2 separate regions of the Callithrix jacchus genome follow, and region 2 is linked to region 1. Evidence: chromatin contacts called from public Hi-C data. All regions are on one chromosome and are shown on one strand. The core of a region is the stretch at or near the end of the contact, and the rest is flanking DNA. Distances in the headings are between cores, read along the strand shown.

Region 1 (2,850 bases), core at 31-2,530:
CTGGCCAACATGGTGAAACCCCATGTCTATTAAAAATACAAAAGTTAGTTGGACATGGTGGTGTGTGCCTGTAATCCCAGCTGCTGGGGAGGCTGAGGCGGGAGGATGGCTTTAACCCGGGAGGCGGAGGTTGCAGCAGTGAGCCAACATCGCGCCACTGCACTCCATCCAGCTTGGATGACAGAGTTAGGCTGCCCCTCCCCCCACCAAAAAGAAAAAACTCTCATCTCAAGGATTGGGGAAACAGGCCTAGAGAGCATCAATCGCTGTTCAGAGCCAGGGAGCGGCACGGAAGCTTCAGACCTGAGCCTTCCCTTCAAGAAGACAGACCAGCTGACGATGGGACTCAGACCTGCCTGAATGGGGTCAGGAGGTTGGTGTGGAGGGGGGAGAAGTGGGCAAGTCGAGCAAGCCCCGCCCCCATACCTGCCAGGAATGCGACCAGCAACGCAGCCCACAGAACCTTCATCTTCCCGCCTGTGATTGGCCAGTCTGGGGAGGGAGAAGTCAATCAACCCCCAGCGAGAACTCCCACCCCCAACCCGGCCCCACCCCAGCCTAGCCTTCAAAGCCTTGCTCCATTATCTGCAAAGGCCTAATCCCAACAGACATTCACCAAGCCTCCCCCATCCAGTGCCTATTCAATTGCCTTCTGGTCTTCTTTCATTTCCCCATCCCCCAGGTCGGCCTCCATAGTTAAAATTCCATCTTCCTCTCCCAGGGTTCAAATTTCACCCCCTGCCCCCTCCTCACCACCCGTTCCATCTCAGTCCCAGCGTCGCATTCCTCATCCTCCCCTCACATTCTAAGCTCCAGTTTCACATCTGAGAGCGTTTTCCACTTATGAGGTAGTTCAGTCCTCATTTAAAGTTCTCCAGTCGGCGGCTAGCTACGCTGTCGCTGCCCCTGGATCCCCAAGTAGGGAGGTCAGAAGACAATGGGGACACCCAGTAGGTGCTCAATAAATGGCAGTGACAACTCGTGGGGTCCTGCTTTGACTTAGCTCCGAGTCCAGCTGCTCTCCCCACCCCACCTAGCAGGTCAGATCACCTCTGTTGCCCAGGTCCACTCCCCTGCCGCTGGCCTCACCCCCAACTCCTCCCCTCCCCCAGCCCAAACCCAAGTAGCTCTCCTGAGACTTCTTTCCCGGAGGCCAGGGCTCCCCGAGGTCCCAGCTACATCTTCCTAGAGGCCCCTGAGCTGAGCTGTGCGCCCTCCCTATGCTTCTCACCAGCTCCTGGGGAACGCGTCCTTCACCTCCACTGGGGCTGAGTAAGACTGGAGGCTCCCAGACTCGTCCAATTATAGGACTCCCCCTGTCCCGCCCCCTCTTCCAGGGATAGGGCGGGCTGGGCCAGCCCCCTGTCACGAGGCGGGCTGTTCTCCCCCTGCCCCTGGCACAGCAGGGCAGAGGGAGGAGGTGGGGCATAGAGGCCTTTTGACCACCCCCAACTGTCCCCAGGAAGGGAGGACACCTCACCCAGTAATCCAGACACCCTCCTCCATTCTGGGGGCCAAGCAGGAGGGGGAACCTGCAGGCTGCACGGAGTCCTCCTTCCCTGACCCTATCCTTTCCTGTGCCAGGAAGAATGCACTCTGGAGAAGGAGCTGGGACCTGGACTTCTGAATCCCAGAGAGAAAGTGGGGCTAGGGGGCCAGACAGAAGTGGGATGGGAGGAGCCGGGAGTGGTGGCTCACACCTGTAATCCCAGTACTTTGGGAGGCTGAGGTAGGTGGCTCACTGGAGGTCAGAGGTTTGAGTCCAGCCTGGCCAACATGGTGGAAACCCAGCTGTACTCAAAGTACAAAAATTAGCCACGCGTGGTGGCAGGCACCTGTAATCCCAGCTACTCGGGAGGCTGAGTCAGGAGAATCGCTTTAATCTGGGAGGCAGAGGTTGCAGTGAGGTGAGATCTCACTACTGCAATCCAGCCTGACTCTTTGGGAAAAAAAAAAGAAAGTCGGGGGGAGGCCAGGTTTAGTGGCTCACACCTGTAATCCCAGCACTTTGGGAGGACAGGGCGGGTGGATCACCTGAGGTCAGCAGTTCTCAACCAGCCTGGCCAATATGGCGAAACCCCGTCTCTACTAAAAAAAATACAAAAGTTAGCCGGGCATGGTGTTGGTCGCCTGTAATCCCAGCTACTTGGGAGGCTGAGGCAGGAGAATCGCTTGAACCTGGGAGGTGGAGGTTGCAGTGAGCCGAGATTGTGCCAAGGTACTCTAACCTGGGCAACCGAGTGAGACTCTGTATCAAAAAAAAAAAAAAAAAAAAAAATTGGGGGATGGGGGCTCAACAGTGGGATGGGAGGGTGGGAACAGGGAACAATGCGATGCATGTGCTGAATCTGGGCTTTGTGAGTGGGATCTGGTTTTAATCATAGCTTCGTTTGGTGGTGAACTTGAGCACAGGGGAGCCCCATCCCCACATGTAAATGAGATTCCAGCACCTCCCCCGCCTGGCAGAGGCATTTTGGTTTCCAGGGGATTAAAGCTGTGCTTCTGGGTCAGGGTTAGGATTCTGGAGCCAAACTGCCAGGGCCTGAATCCTGGCTCTGCCAGTTGCCAGCTGTGTGACTGATACATTTGGTGACAAGCTAGCATGTGTGTCCAGCATGGAGGACAGCCCTGGCACACAGCGGTCCTATGTTAGGGCTAGCGATGGACAGGCCACAGTGCACGCTCAGACGCTGTGGCTTTCCCAACAGCCCTGTTATAAACTCCAGATGTTTCAGAGAAACTGGCGGTACAGCAGTGAGGTCAGCAGCGAGGTCAACGGCAAGGCCACACAGCGAGAACCGGAGGGGCTGGGATCAGAGGATTCTGCACATCTGGTCCTGGAGAGGAGGC
Region 2 (3,011 bases), core at 64-2,563, 320 kb before region 1:
AGCTGGGGAGGGGGCTTCTTTTGGAGGCCAGACCCCCAGTAAGGAAGGGGGAGGTGCTGGGGCAGGAGAAAGGATGGTGGCTTGTGCGGAAAGGGACTGAGTTTGTCCTAGCTGAGGGTCCAGAGGTTGGAGGTTGGGGAAGGGGCTTGCCTGAAGCTGAGAAGTTGATAGAGGGCAGATGAGGCCTGGAGTCAGACTGGTCCAGGGCCTAGAAATAGGAGCCTGGGCGAGGTGGGGGCCTGGAAGTTGGAGGCCAAGGCTTCCCGGGAGGGGAAGAGACCAGAAAGGGTCCAGGTGGCATCTGGGGGCCCCGGGGTGCTGGGATCTAGGGATAGGGCTGTTGGGAAAATGGGGACCAGGCCTGGGAAGGGAGAGACCTTGAAGAAGCCAGAAAAGGGCCGGGGCCCAGGAGAGGTGGAAGCCAGCTTCCTGCCAGGGGCTGCCCACAGGCACACGGGTGGGTCCTGGAGGGGCAGAGGATTGGGAAGGAGAGGAGGGGGACTGCTGGGGAGCCAGCACCCAGCCCCAGACAGGGAAGGCGGAACCAGAGGCAGGACTGGGCCAGGCCCTGTTGTGAGAGCCAGCGTCGGGCCTTGAGGGGTCAGGGGCCCTGCAAATCCGGGAGGGAGCGAGGTGTCGGACGCGGACGGCCTGGAGGGGAAAGGGCTTAGCAGGCGCGAGAGAAGGGAGGGGCTCCTGGAAGCAGGGGAGGGGGCTTCCTGGAGGGAAGAGACCCGAGCGGAAGCGGTCTGCACGGGGACAAGAGAGGGGTCCCGAGAGAGCGGCGCCCCCAGGGGTCGGGCTGGGCTGGAAAAGGTGGGGAGGGCCGAGAGGCCTGGAAGTCCGGAAGGGGTCGGGAGGTGACGAGCTGGGTCGAGCCCTGGAAAGCAGGGTAGGGGCTCGCGGGGCGAAAGGTTTGGCAGCTGAACCCAGCCAGGGCTTCCCAAGGGGCCGGGCCCCACTCACCGTGTCCGAGTTCCGATCGTTGCCCGGGGCCAGCGCCGTCCGCGAAGACATCTTCTCCTGGTCCCGGGGGGGGCAGGGGCGGCCGGGTGGGGGGGGCGGGGGTCCCAGGGTCCCCTCTCTTCCCCTCCCCCCCCGCCGGCCTGGGGACGCGAGCTCAAAAGCTGGGCGCCGAGAACGCCCGGGTCCGCGCCCCGGGAGAGGGGGCAGGGCGGGGGAGGGGAGGGGACGCCGAGGGTCCTAGCAGCCCCGTGCAGCGGGGACCCCGGGCGCCATGGGGGCGTCGGGCGGGCAGGCGGGCGGGGGCCGCGGAGGGGGCGCGGAGCCGGCCCAGGCGGCGGCGGAGGGAGGCGGTGGAGGGGCCGGGGAGGGAGGAAGGGACGTCAGGGGGAGGGGCGGCAGGGCGGGGCGCCGGGACCCCGCCCCCCGCCGCCGGCCCTTAAAGGCGCAGGCCCGGGCTGGTCCCGGGCTCCGGGGGCTCCGGGGGCGGAGGCGGGTCTGGGCGCGCCGGCGGGAAGGTGGTTCTCGCCCGAGAGGAGAGACGCACCGCAGAGGAGAAAAGGGGAGAAAGAGTCCGGGGCAGAGCGCCAGAGACGCAGAGAGAGAGATCGAGAGACAGAGAGACACAAAGAGAGAGAGAGACGGGTTGCAAAAGGGCGGAGAGAGAGAGAGGCGCAAGGAGATGAACGGGGAGACCGAGGCAGAGAGACCCAGCGACGCAGAGGGACAAAGACTCAGCGAGACACCCCCCCCACACACACACAAACACACAGAGAGAGACAAAGACACACAGAGATGCAGAGATCTGTGAAGAGAGACAGATAAAGGGACTGAGCCAGAGAAGCCCCCAGAGGCGCTGCCACATTGTCCCTCCCCCGCCCCCCTCCGCTCATTCTCTCCCCAGTCGGGGGTGGGGACGGCAGAAGCTCTCCCCTCGGAGGCCTAAGGGTGGGGTGGGCAAAGGGGATGCTGTGCGGGGCTTGGCCACTGCGGAGGGCTCAGCGACCTCTCTAGTCAGGCCGCCTCCGCCCACGCACATAGCTCCAGACCCTCAGGTTGGGGCTGCAATGTCCTCTCCTCTACACCCTGGCTGGCGTGTGGGCACCCTCTCTGTCCACCTGTATGACCCGGGGCAAGCTCGCCCTTTCTGGGCTTCACTTTCCCAGTCTGTAAAGTGAGAGGGAGGATCCGTGTGTTGCTCACGGGCAGGGCTGAAGCAGGTGTGAAGGAACCTGTGCAGGTATTCACCTGCAGGACACGGCCACTCCCAATGCGGGCAGACTGAGACCAAAGAGGGCAAGGGCCTCTCGCAGTCCACACACCCTGTGGGGACCACCCATACTCTGTGGACCAGTGTGGGAAGAAAGAAAAACGGGCATTACATAGTGGTGGCCTGGGAATCACACGGTTTTGGGAAGGGTCCTGTGCCTGACTGACCACTTTCCCGAGCCTCAGTTTCCCTTTCTAAAATAGCAGCGCGCTGGATCTGGCTGGATGGAGCTGATGGTTATGTCGCAGGAATTTTGGAAATGGTTGTTAAACACAGCCATTATTAAAAATTAAATTATGCAAACATACAATTAAATAAATTATATTAAAGGTAATACATACTCCTCATGTCCTAATTACCTTACTACATTTGCTATTATCTGTGATCCTGAGGTTACTTACGTCTGTGGTAGCTGCACAGTAAAATTACCGTGTAATGGGGGCAAAAATGCCTTGTGACATCACCTTGGTAGCTTGAAATTAGCAATGGTGGGAATATTCATACCGTGGAAATTGGCAAATGCTATAGATGAAGGCTCCCCATCCCCACCTGCAGAGCTGGGGTGTTTTTGTTTTGTTTTGTTTTTGAGACGGGGTCTCACTGCATCACCCAGGCTGGAGTGGTGCGATTATGGCTCACTGCAGCCTGGGCATCCCGGGTTCAGGCAATCCTCCCAGCTCAGCCTCACCAAGTAGCTGGGACTACAGGTGTGCACCACCACGCCCAGCTAATTTTTTGTAGTCATGTTGCCCAGGCTGATCACCAACTCTCAGGCTCC

What was found. Hi-C and Micro-C count contacts between places; a contact is called where the count stands out from the background.
Region 2: a Hi-C map of skeletal muscle shows a contact between it and region 1, with 6 times the contacts expected there. The contact joins the promoter of MARK4 here to the promoter of APOE in region 1. A contact is called at or near these places in 2 of 3 Hi-C or Micro-C datasets (both in skeletal muscle).

The regions. Positions count from the first base shown.
Region 1 is chr22:39,112,650-39,115,499 of calJac240_pri, reverse strand. APOE (apolipoprotein E) reads right to left here and starts at 1,280. Exons shown (of 4, transcript XM_002762227.4): 1 at 1,232-1,280; 2 at 427-492. The coding sequence starts at 469.
Region 2 is chr22:39,431,649-39,434,659 of calJac240_pri, reverse strand. It overlaps MARK4 (microtubule affinity regulating kinase 4), which reads right to left and starts at 1,313. Exons shown (of 18, transcript XM_035283941.3): 1 at 967-1,313. The coding sequence starts at 1,017.